Linked DNA regions of Mus musculus: region 2 is linked to region 1. Evidence: chromatin contacts called from public Hi-C data. All regions are on one chromosome and are shown on one strand. The core of a region is the stretch at or near the end of the contact, and the rest is flanking DNA. Distances in the headings are between cores, read along the strand shown.

The links. Hi-C and Micro-C count contacts between places; a contact is called where the count stands out from the background.
Region 2: a Hi-C map of B cells shows a contact between it and region 1, with 4 times the contacts expected there. The contact joins two enhancer-like sites. A contact is called at or near these places in 1 of 15 datasets of contacts at CTCF or cohesin (the NIH/3T3 cell line), 10 of 484 Hi-C or Micro-C datasets (B cells, CD4 T cells, CD8 T cells and 7 more), 6 of 115 datasets of contacts at active chromatin or transcription factors (bone marrow-derived macrophages, double positive thymocytes, large pre-B cells and 3 more) and 2 of 9 other capture datasets (adipose tissue and liver).

The regions. Positions count from the first base shown.
Region 1 is chr15:66,790,543-66,796,934 of GRCm38.p6, reverse strand. All of the region lies in intron 41 of Tg (thyroglobulin), which reads right to left. It overlaps Sla (src-like adaptor), which reads left to right. Exons shown (of 9, transcript NM_009192.3): 4 at 3,155-3,254; 5 at 4,624-4,710. Among named protein-coding and RNA genes, the nearest start is that of Sla, 38 kb to the left of the region's middle. Within about 2 kb of position 3,729, at least 31 of the 459 cell types and tissues checked have an H3K27ac peak or open chromatin away from gene starts, as enhancers often do. A contact at or near this core is called in B cells, where this site is marked.
Region 2 is chr15:67,096,374-67,102,765 of GRCm38.p6, reverse strand. No RefSeq gene overlaps it. Among named protein-coding and RNA genes, the nearest start is that of Gm31342, 60 kb to the right of the region's middle. Within about 2 kb of position 3,750, at least 16 of the 459 cell types and tissues checked have an H3K27ac peak or open chromatin away from gene starts, as enhancers often do. A contact at or near this core is called in B cells, where this site is marked.

The sequences.
Region 1 (6,392 bases), core at 2,480-4,979:
AGCCACGAACACCATGGTGAGCACAGGCTCTAATTAAAGGGTCTATTCTTGTCATAGATATTGTATTTTAGGAGTCATTTTAACAGTTTTTCATATGGGGATACACCAATCAGTTTTTCTCTGCCTGGAATTCTCTGGGGACAGCACAGAGAACCCTAACATAGAGTCAGCTCCATTTTGTTTCCCACACATATGCCTAGAGTGTCTGGCAAGCTCCAGGCTGTGCCCAGGGCTGCCTGACACTGAATACCCCCCGTGCTCAGTTTTCTAGGGGCTCACAGCCAGGTAAGGGCATCCTCTGACAGTCATATGGATGTGCCAGGGCAACTTTCAGACACTGCTTCAAAGGAAAACTTCAAGTAAAGGCTAGCAAAGCACAGAGTCTCTTCCAGAGGCTGGAGTTGCTGAGGGTAGCAGAGGTGAGGAGAGATCCAGTGTGACTAGGCAGAGGGACAGCTCATGCTGAGGCTCCTAGGTCTGGGAAAGACCTGTCGCTCTCAGCTGAGGGAGCTGAGGGAGTAAGCGGCTGTTTCCTAGTTGGGTAGGTACATCAGGCCAGGAACCATGTGTTTCTGTATCAGGAGCATCCCCTGCCCATCATGGTTACAGAATAGGAAGTTCTTAGTTTGGGTGGGCATGAAAGGCGGCATACCCTCAGGCACCCAGACTCTTGAATGGCAGCCCCAGCAGCTGGGTAGACTTTCAGGGAAGATTTATCTTGGGCTCCTTGATGGCCTGGCCTTCCCTGTTGACCTGTACCTCACTCTGCATTGGTACTTTTACTTATGGTAACCTCCAAGATTGCTTAAGGTTCCTGCCCCAGAGGCTGGCTCTACCCTTATCAGAACTCAGAACTTCTTTCTTCAAACCTAATCCAACTTGAGTGCTGCTTCTCATTTGTGGGGTTGTATCTGGGCCACAAAGAGAAGAGCCTCTTTTTGAAAAGTTTTGTTAGGGCAGTGTTAGAATCATTCAGTCACTGGCTCAGGCCAGCAGTCTTACAGAGCTAACCTCTCTGTTCTGACCCAGCTGTTTCTTGGGAACCTGTATTCCTTTCCAATGACTCATTAGAACACTTACTTTTGGTTTCCTCTTGTAAACATTTACATCGTTTATTGCTCATGACTCAGTTTCCCAAAATGAACAACACATTTGCGTGTGCTATTCCATGGTGATAACTGATTTCTGCTTCATTCACCAATCAGCACTTAGCTGACTCCTGATCTCTCTCAGCTCAGACTGCACAAAAGATTTAAAAGTTGGCCTGTAGGACTTTTAGACTGTGAGAAGTCAGAGCTGGAGTTATCAGTACAGGTCACTACACCACAGAAAGTGGCTTGCTAGGGAGCCAGCCTGCACAGCTAAGTACCAGGGTTCTACTGAACTTTCTGAAGCCAAGGCATACGCAATGGCTCTTATGATCATAGGACCTAGAATGTAGCCTTCGGTAAAGGAGGAAGAGGTAGGCTTACTCATTGCTGCTGGGCTCAGGGTTGGGCCCCAATGAGGAGTCACTAAATGAGTAAGTATAAGATGTAATCCAGAAGAAAGGGTTCTGATGCCCAGCCAACCGGTACAGTAGTAACTATCTTTGCTGCTTTGTAAGTGTGCTGTTTCCCTCAAACGTACCCTAATACTAATCTGCATCAACACATATGGGTTATGGAAAATCACTAAGAATGGGAGCAAATGTTGCTAGGCATTAGGAAGGAGATTTGCATCTTATCATTGCATCTCTTTAGCCAACTGGACTCACATGAACCGAAGAGCACACTTCCCAGTGCAAATGTCGTTAAAATCTCATACATACATACATACATACATACATACATGAGCTCATATTAAGGGGAGGCAGAATGTAGGTCATGTAGAGTGTCAGATGTCAACCTAAAGGATTTAAATTTTAACATACCTACAACAGAAAGTACTCACATTTTATGCACAGTCTCAACCCCACTAAAACCCCTACTGATTAGAGGTATGACGCAGTGCTCATCCACTCCAAGGAAGAAGGGTGTGTGTGTGTGTGTGTGTGTGTGTGTGTGTGTGTTTGTTGTTGTTGTTTTGTATTTTTAAACACAGAGCCTGAGGATCCCTGGAGGATCCTCACAATTGATTAGCCTGACACTTTCCTCCAAGTACCACAGATGTGGGACACACAGGGCCTAAAGAGGGCACCTGAAGAAATAGTACTAAGAATTTTTAAAATTATAATTATATATGTGTATGGTGTGTTTTGATCAGATTCACTTTTTTACTCTTCATGTTGGATACCTTCTTTACAACTAGTCTCTCTCCTTATCTGTTTCTCTCTCTCTCTCTCTCTCTCTCTCTCTCTCTCTCTTTCTCTCTCTCTCTCTCTCTCCCTCCCTCCCTCCCTCCATCTATCTGACTATTGTTGCTCTCCTAGTTTAACTGAAATTGCTTGTCTGTGCATGGATGGGAAGGAATATTCACACAACTCCTCACTGCCCACACCATTAACTCATTAACTGTCAGTAGCACTTCAAGGAGTAGTAGTGCCCTGTAAATCCCTCTAAGAAGGAGTCTTTTCATAGCCTTCTGGGGTAAGGTTCTTTTATCTGTCATCCCATTTTTAAGATGCTGAGGCCTGTAGACACAGGGCAGACCCTGAAATAAAGCCAGATGAAGTGACCCTAGTTTTTAGATCTCGCGACCCCCCTCCTTTTTTTTCAGATGGGAACACTGGGATCAAGGTAGGGCTGTGATAGAAGCAAGATCTGTGGCCACAAGACCTGCCTGAAGGCTATCTTCTTGGGGAAGAGGCCTGGGACACTGGGCGACTGGGAGTAGAGTTTCACAGACACAAGCTAGGAGGCTCCAGAGCAGTGCTTCTCAACTTTCCTAAAGCTGCAACCCTTTAATACAGTTCCTCATGCTATGGGGACTAGCATCCACAAAACTACTTTGTTGTTTTTTCTTAACTGTAATTTTGATACTGTAATGAATCATAATGTAAATATCTGACATGCAAGATATCTGATATGTGACTCACCAAGGGGTCAAGACCCACACGTGAGAACCACTGTTTCAGAGGCACCCCCTCCCCTCCCCTCCCCCACAGCTTTGTCTCTCTTTATTCCCAATTGCCTCCTGTACCTGGTCAGTGAAAACCCTCCTCTTTGCTTCCTAGGACTTGAAAGTGACTTCCTGGCTGTGCTGACTGACTACCCATCTCCTGACATTAGCCCCCCAATATTCCGGAGAGGAGAGAAACTGCGTGTAATTTCTGAGTGAGTGAGCCTCTCAAAACAAGTATGATCCCCTAAACATGACTAACCCATCAGAGTTCCAGATCTAGTCAGTTGTCCAGTTCTACACAGGTGCTGGTCCTACTGTGAGGTGAGAAATTTAGTCCCTGCTGTGGCCTGCCCTCCCAGGACCTTACAGCCTCCAGTGGCACCCTTTGAATATATGGGGTGATGTTATTCACTAGGGCATGCTGGGAGGAGAAGCAGAATCCAAGAGCATTGTATATGATAACAGCAGTGCCTGTGTTCCTGCCATTGTCTTTAAGTATAGGTTTAAACTGCCTATAACACACGCTAAGGGCTCTGTGTACTTCAATTAAGAGTCTAATTGATCTAGACAAGCAAATGGATGTTTGGTTATACTTGAGGGAATAAACGAGTACAGGAAGTTTTTGTTTTTGAAACTCTTCAATCATGCATATCAGCTGAGGAAATGAACTGTTGGTCCCCCAGGGGTGGCACTGTCAGCATGTGAACAGGTTCCCCTGTGAACACGTAACTTGTGGTGAGGGATGTCTGCCGGGTATATATAGGCTTTAAAAGCTAAATTTTGTGGCTGGGAAAATAGTTCTATTGGTAAAATGCTTGCTGAGTTAGCATGAGGACCTGAGGTTAACCCTTGGAACGCCCCCTCCAAAAGTTGGACATGATAGCATATACACCTATAATCTCAGTGTTGAGAAGAAAAAATAAGCCTTACTGCTGGCCAGCCAGTCTAGCCTGCTTAACAACTTCCAAGCTAGTGAGAGGTGCTATCACTAAAACAAAGATGGGGCCAGCTACATGGCTCAGCACGTAAAGGTGCTAGGTGCACAAGCCTGGTGACCTAAGTTTGATCCTCCAGACCCATGTAAAGATGAAAGGAGAGGAATAACTACATAGAGTTGTCCTTTTATTTCTCTATGCATATTATGGTAAGCATTTGCCCCATCCTGAACATCATTCACATGCAGAAATGTACACACACACACACACACACACACACACACACACACACACACAGATGAATACATTCAATGATTTGAAAATAAAACAAGGTGGACAGTATCCCTAGAAATGACAACCAAGATTCACTTTTGGCATTCACATGCACACATGTGACAATCCCAACATACCATCTCTCTCTCTCTCTCTCTCTCTCTCTCTCTCTCACACACACACACACACACACACACACACACACACACACACACAGGAAATCTAAATTTTCAACGGGAGAAATTCAGGTCTAAGAGGTGATGACAGATCATGAAAGAGGTGTGTCCCAAGGGGCAATGAGCTAGTTTGATGACTACATCTTTGGCTTTACCATTTACACATGCATATTTCCTTTTCTGCTTTGTCCTGACAGTGAAGGGGGCTGGTGGAAAGCCATTTCTCTCAGCACTGGCCGGGAAAGTTATATTCCAGGGATATGTGTGGCCAGAGTGTACCATGGGTGAGTATACATCTTAAAAGTACCATTCAGCCATGATGTGTATGGGTGACTCAGGTGATTAAAAAAAGCTCTAGCACTGTACAGTGGAAAGAAAGCATTGCTTAAAGGGATGGTTTTACCCCATCCTTGGGGTAATATTTCCCACTTTCTAGGACTTGATTCCCCAGCAGTAAAATGAAGCAAGTTGGGACTTCTTACTCAGACATAGTATTCCTACCATACCTGAGCACTCTAGGACCATGTCTAGGAAGCAGCCTAATTCAGGGGCTAAAAGTCAGTCTTTGTAAGTTCAAGTCTAGCTTCTGTCACTTCCAGACCATGAGATAACGGGCAAGCTTCTCAGCCCCGTGTATCCTCAGTTGTTCAGCAGAGAGCACAGCGTAGGATGATGGGGGAATGGTACAGACTTACACTGCTGAAGTGGAGGTTCCAGAAAAATGAGGTGGTGCTGGGCAGTACAGCGATCACACTTCTGTAAGCGTTGGCTGTGTTCCCTCCGTAAAGGCAGCCACTGGCAGAGGAGAAGCCAGCACTCTAGGTTCTTTGCAGCCAGGCAGGGGACTCCTGTGAGGCTTTGACACTACCAAACTAACACTCAGGCTTCCCTTCTGTCATGGAGGGGCCTTGGGAATATGACTTAGCCTTGCCAAGCTGCAGGCTCCTCTTCTGTCAAGATACCAAGGCAAAACCTGAGCTAGGTCATGCACAGCAGGGAGGAAACATGAAGCTAACAACTGCCACTGTTCAAGTGATAAAGCACCTGACAGACTCCATTAGCTTCCACTGGGAAGAAAGCATTTGAGCTCTTGGATTCACTATGGGTAATCTTAATCACTTGTGCTACAATGGGGAAGGTGACCAGAGGTGGTTGCTATGGGAGTCATGTCCAATGAGACTGGAGTTAGAAACTGCTTAAAACCAGAGACTTGCTCATTCCTCAGCTTCCCATACCAACATGTCCCTTCATACGGAAGGCATAGGGCAATTGTAGGAGCTGAGGCGGTGAGATGCCAGATGACTAACATAATCCTGGCCCTATCGGTCAGCCCATCAAATAGATGGAAAAAAGAAAGCTAGACACTAGACACTAGAATGTTTAAGGAATTGCATATCCCCTCAGAATGCACAATTTTAGCCTCTCAACTGGTGGTAACTTGGAGAAATTACTTAATGAGTCTGATGCTCAGGCTTCTCTTCTGAGCCTGGGGAAGTTTTGCCTGTGTAGGATATCTAGGTAAGCATTTGCCTTTACATGCTTAACACACTAGCAATATGCTAAGACAATTCACATCCCCACATGGGTCTTGATACTGTTTTATTTTCACAGTTATGAATAGGACTTTATGAAGGGCTTAGGTGTACAAATATTTTCTATATACATTAAAACTAATACATTGTGTATTTTGTCGTGCTTGGGAATAACTGGATAATTTGTAAGTAGGGCATATCCTGGTTCTAGCAAGAAAGTGATCAGGATGTGGAGCCACAGGTAAATGGAACCACTTTTGTACCTGTGGTGTCCTGGATCCTGGTGCTCAGGAGGGCTCAGCCTGTGTGCTTCAACCTCAGCGTGTATGTGCCTTTACAAATAATGCAGGGAGTGAGATGGAAGTTCTACTGTTCTCCACAGCCTGAGTTAGGCCTGGGGATTAACAGCCAATGTCCTTTCTCTAGAATACAGC
Region 2 (6,392 bases), core at 2,501-5,000, 310 kb before region 1:
TCCCCATTGGAAGGGGACTCTGGAGACAGAGTGGAGCCATTCCCTGTGGTGGGACTGTTGTGAGTTACCTAACCTCTGCTCTCGTCCATCACATGGACTTAACAATCTTCAGGGGGCCCTGAGATCAGAAACAAAACATCCCAGGAGGCCCAAGTGGACAGGGCCAGTGGCGCTGATGTTTGCTTGGCTGAGGCCCAATGTACACAGAGGAGATAGCCACACCCTGGGAGGAACACAGGACAGGTCTAAATGACACAAGTGCTCTTCCTTGGATTTTTAAAGAACTATTTTCAGAAGCCTTAGAATGGAACTTTGCCATGTGAAGTTGGTGTGTGCCAGTAACCCCTCCCTCATGATTGGTACAGCGCTTTACAGTTTATATGCCACCTCGCTTGCTCTTGCTTGTCCAAGACATCATGTACAGGTGTGGCCCTAGAGCCAGGCAGTGTGGGGGCCACTGCCTAACTGTGTGAGCCCGAGCAGCTTGCTGTGCCTGACCTCCATGGTAAAGCTGGGATGGTGACACACCCGAGTATACACACGCATTAAGCACCGAGTTATTACAGGTAACGGGCTTAGCAAGGAACCCAGCACTGGGCAGCGGCACTTCAGCAACACCAGGAAGGGTGGCCAGGCTCCAGCCCTGTCTGACTTTATCCTTGCTCCCTGTATCTCTGTCCCTGCCTCCTGTCCTCAGCGAAAGGCTTCGCCATGCATCTTCTCCAGGAGGCTTCTTCATCTCTAGAATTCCTTTTCTTCCATCATATCTGTTTCTTCCCCAGAGGTCATGATCATTCATTATCAAAACACACGCACAATATACATACAAACTTCAGACACACACATAACCTACGTGAACACACACAACACAAAGAGACAACACACACAACACACTACACATACACAGTGTAAACAGACACAACACACACCACATATACACATATGCATATGTGCATATATAAAACATTAATGTACATATAACATATCACACATATGCACATACAGTCAGTCAACACAGACCTCACACATAAAATACATAAACACACATCACAACACAGCATGTACACTGCACATATAGAGTACATGAAAACCACCATGCACAACACAGCATCACACACAACACACACATCATCATACCATACCAAAACACCACACACACATACACACACACACACACACACACACACACACACACACTCCAGACCCTATTGCACAACTGAAACCATAAGCCACTCTGTTAGTTGTGCAGTAGCCAAGCAGCCACACGGTGGCAGCATGCTCTAGTGGGTCCCTGAGGACCCTGGCTTCCTTCCTTTGTCCCCTGTACTTCTATTTCCTCATGCTGGTCTTAGGCCCGAGTTCCTGGAATGTACATTAGCAGAAAAGCACTAGGGGTTTCCTGGCACCTCCTGCATATAGTGGCCTTAAACAGCACCCAGCCCTTGGGACATCCCATCTGACCACAATGTCTTGGAGAATGCAGAGTCCTCAAGGCTGCTCCTGTGTTTGATATAAGGTATTTCAGCATCAGTGGATTTTGAAATCATTAAAGAGCTAGCACAAGTCCCTTGATACACAGGTATGACTGTGTCCTCAGAGGCCCATCCCTTACTACATAGTAGTGGACTTTAGAGGCCCAGCACCCGCACGCTGGGAGAGCTAAGCAGGGGTTGCTGGGGAGGCATTGGCCTCTGCTTCAGCCTCTCGTACTCACCACGGGTATCCCTGAGGATGTGGTTGAGGTACTCCTACCACCATAGGACTTTCTCCTCACTTCCCACCCCTCAGGTCCTACACGGGGACTGTCCAGGGCCCGAGCCAGAAGGTAAAGTGAATCCGCTGCCACGTGCATTACTAAATTATGTCGCCCTAGTTCTCAGTTACCTCACAGAGACCGGCTGTTGCTGGTTCTCACATCTAGAATCTTGCAAACTTTCAGCTTCAGTACTGCAGACTAAGGTGGACAGACACACACACACATAGACACACACACATGTGCACATATACACACACATGTGCACACATATACATATCCAAACACATACACACAATACACACACTCACATTCCTATACACACTCACACATATACACAAATACATACACACACACACACACACACACACACTCACATATACATACACACAATACACACACAAACACACACACACACACGAAACTAAATGAACACTTCAGATGGTCAAGATGACAAAAGGGACCATCCATAGCTCCTTGCAATGCTAAGCCTTACACTCTAATCTATAGCAGAAGAGAACATACTTAACTTCCACTGTTTGCTGATTTAGCTTCTCCATCACTTCAACTGGTCCCTGAAGCAGGTCTAGGATTTATGTCTGAGATGTTTTGTCACAGGAGTAGAGCCTGATCAGGTGAGTCTGGATCACAACTGCCTATAGGTGAAGGAGTGATCTGAGGAGAGACAACTGTGCAAGAAATAGAAGAAAGAGCTAGAGAGGCCACCAGTCCCCAGGGATATACATGAACGCAGTGGGACATGGAGGACCACTGTACAAGCTGAGTCAAACCACATCGACCCACCTGCAGTTCACCAGCACAGGGAAACACAGGCAGCCAAGTGGTGGGGTCAGGCTATTGAGGCCAAGCAGTTGGGTTGCATACAGCACAAAGATAGTGCCAGAATCTCTCATGGGGGAAAATGATGGTGGAGTCCTTTTCTGGATGGTGTCATTGGACAACAGAAAGGATGGGAAAGTGACAAAGGTCAGGGCTGTGGGTGCTCTGGACACTGCAGGTGTGGTCCACAATCAGGGAGTCAAGCCATTTCTCTCCGGTCCTCTTCCACTTAGCATAGGTGTATTCCTTGCCCATGGCAGACCTAAAACAAAAGATCTTGGTTTCTTCTTTGAGCTCTCAAGTCAGGGTTCCATGAATACTATTGAAATGGAAAGTTCCATGGGCTAAGGGCTTCTCAGCCTTAAGCTCCTAGGTGCAGCCTCCTCTCGTGGCCTCCTTGGCTGCCTCTGGACTCTGAGACACACTCTTCCTCCATACTTTCCAGCATTTGGACTAGCTTTGTGAAAGCATTGCCCCAAGCAAGAAGCTCAAGTTGACTGGGTCTACTCATGGATGAAGAGTTTCTTCCCTGCAGGAGGAGCTCTGGTTGGAACAAGGGTACCCATGGGTCCTTGGAATCGGTGATCAAAGCCTGCATCCTCTATAGATGGACCTCTATAGAGTAAAAGGGATGCCACAGTTTGTGCCACGAGAAAATGCAGGCTTAGTATATTCTTCATCTAACAGAAGACTATCAAGGGCAATGGGTACTGCAAATGGCTGTGGGCAAGAATAGGACTCTGCCAGGAGAAGGTTGGAAGCCATGGTAACAGATAACCAGACAGCAGTAACGCTCATAAAAAAAAAAGTATTGCTTTTGGCCTCATATGTATTAATTTGATGAGGCATAGCATCTTGAGGAAAAGAAGCAGACTCAGGCAGACATGTAGTGCGTCAGAGGGTAGAGCTAGCAAACACATCAAAAGTGAGGTCTCGGTCACTGTGTCCTGAACACTGATCATGACATTTGGTACCTGGGGGATGAGAACTCTAGGTGGTGTTCCTAGCACAAGAATTCTAGACATGAGCCCTACACAGTGGTTTGAGCCAGGAAAGCAAAACCAGCCCATGGCTGCCCAGTTTCTTCTGACCCCGTCCTTGGCTTAACGGTGCTAGCTGGAGTGTTCATGGGTGGTGGCCACCAGAGGGTGCAACAGAGCCATCTTAGTCAAGATCTCATGTCTGTTTAGCTGAAAAGCAGAAGCTTTTGAAAAGGCACACACCTGTGAACAAAGTCAGACCTTTAGAGGACTTTGCTATAGACACGAGCAAGCCCAACACCTTTCCAATAAGATCGCTGTCTCTGTCACTCACCTGAGTAAACCAGTCAAGAAAACAGGCCCAAAAGGGGACAGCCAAAGTCCCCAGCCAGTGTGGACAGGATAATAAATGTTCTCTTCCCACGGTTCACATGAAACCCAGGTCCACTGGAAACCTAGGACCTGAAACTTGTTCTTGGTTATCTATTATTTCTGAACTGTATGCCTATGAGAGAGCTTGATCTGAATCATGGTTTATTAATCTGTAAGAGGGTATTAAATGACATGGTAGACATGAAAAATTGTGCCAGCCATTTTCTGAGATTTTCTATGTGTCTAACATGTATTATGTTCCTCCTGAAATTCTCCCAAGAGACTGAGGTGGCAGTGGTATCTGCACCATACCTATGACTATAATGCTATATGCCTGTGGTCACCCTGTTCATAACTCCTCAGCCAAGAACAAAGACCAGAGCTGATTGTATATCTGTCAGGCCAGAGTAGGCTAATGCTGCAAAAACAAATAAGCTTCAAGTCCCACTAATGGAGAACAAGGCTAGTTTCTTTTAGGAGCAGTTTCAGGGATTTTGTGCTTTCCTTCATGTAGTGACCCAGCCAGTCATGAAAGACATTATTACCAACTTCACCTCCTTCAGCACATAGCCTTCAAGGTCACTGTACAGGAAACTGGTAATGCCTCATAAGCTCTCAAATGTCTCCAGTTAGATCTGATACCCACCACTTCCATATAGGTCCATTGACCAGCAGGAGTTTCATTGCCCAAACAACATCATAATGGGAAAATGAATGGTGGGATAAAAGTTCCAGAATCCTCGAGGGCAACCGGCCACCTCTGCCAAAATCTCTCCTTGATGTCAGAGATCCTGTCCTAGACTTAGAGCCAATTCGTGACAGCTCACCAGGTCTGCTCTGGTCAACCCTGGTTGATCAGAAGGCTTAAAAGATGCAAGCAGTAGGACGGGCTATAGAGAGGCAACCCAGGGGACAGGATGCCCAGCATCAGAGAATAGAGAATGAGGCTGCTCACCCCAGTTGCAGTTGTGTGCAAGCAAAGGCAGAGAGGGCTTGGTGGAGATGCTTGAACATCAGGGAGAATACAATGGAAAGATTGCAGATTGGCCAGAAATCCAAGCTATGCTCATTCCCAGGGACTTCAGGGTGGGTGCTTCTGTGTGCTGACTTTAGTTCCTAAAGTACACACTGGAAGGCTTGAGTACGATGTTTGTATCTCAAGGTTCCATCCAACCATGCCATTCCACTCTCAGAGGTCCTAGAAAGGCAGAGACACTGAACGTGGTTTTTCTTCTGAATGCCCAGCATCTAGCAAAGTACCAGGTACCTGGTTGGCAGGTGTATCAGAATCATGTTGGTTGCCAATAATACTAGATAGGATGGATGTTAACCTGTACTTAGAGCATAAACATTCCAGCCAGGCCTCTGGGTTCCCCTCACCTGCTTCTCACATGCCTCAGGACAGGCAGCCTCACTGACATACACATTTTACACAAATCTAGCATTCCAAGAGATGAGTCGTACTGCCCAGAGCCACACAGCTCAGCTCAGCAGCAGCGGACCTCAATGGGAACCAGGCACTCAGACTCTGAGCCTACGCTGTCTGCCCCTCTCCTGCCACGGTACCCTGGAATAGCTAAATGGTGTACACACCATCAAGATATCTGAAACTGTGTCGGCCACCTCAACACCAAACTCCCAGAGAGAAACTGGGCGGAGTGTGGTGTGAGATCGTGCAAACGGTGAGAACTGCTCTGCCCTCAAGGCCAGGGAAACTGATCTCTAAGTCTTGTTCCACACAGAGTTACCCTGGAGAGGAGCCCCTGGGCTGGTGCATCATCAGAGCACCAGGCAGGCAGGGAAGGCTGGGGCTTCCAAAGAGGTTCATTTTGCAGAAACATACCGAGTTAGGGATGCGGAGATGACTGTGTAGTCCACAGGCCAGATGCACCAAGCTGGATGCTGGGCACACCACCAGACTTCACCAGATGGTAGAGCCTTCCCAGCTGAAGGGCCCGAAGCCCTCTTGTACTTCCCATGGCTTGCCTCTGTCCTTGTTTACATCCTTCTTGAACACCTTGCAGGTCCCTCATCTCCCAACACCACATTCCTGTACCTAGACTGACCAAGGCTCCTCCTTCCTCCCACTTCCCACAAACTAGCAACACTGCTCTTGACCTTTGGAGACAAACTCTCCTCACTTAGGGCTCCATATGCTTCCACCTTCTAAGATGTGTTCTAGCATGTTTATTCTCTTCAACTCCACAGATCCTAACCACACACCTCCTTCCTTCACTGTCCCTGTTTGTCTGATTCTCCATTACAGAACAGGTGTGCCCAGAGCTCAAAGTAGAGACCTGAGAAGTCTCACTATGTCACCTCCTCCCTTTGCCTATCCAACGTCAGTCCGGCCCTTCTGCCACTAAAAGAGACATGGTTCATAACCATACTTTCCATGCCCCTATTCCCTCTGCGTGTGTTCAGGATATTTCTATCTTCCAGTCATA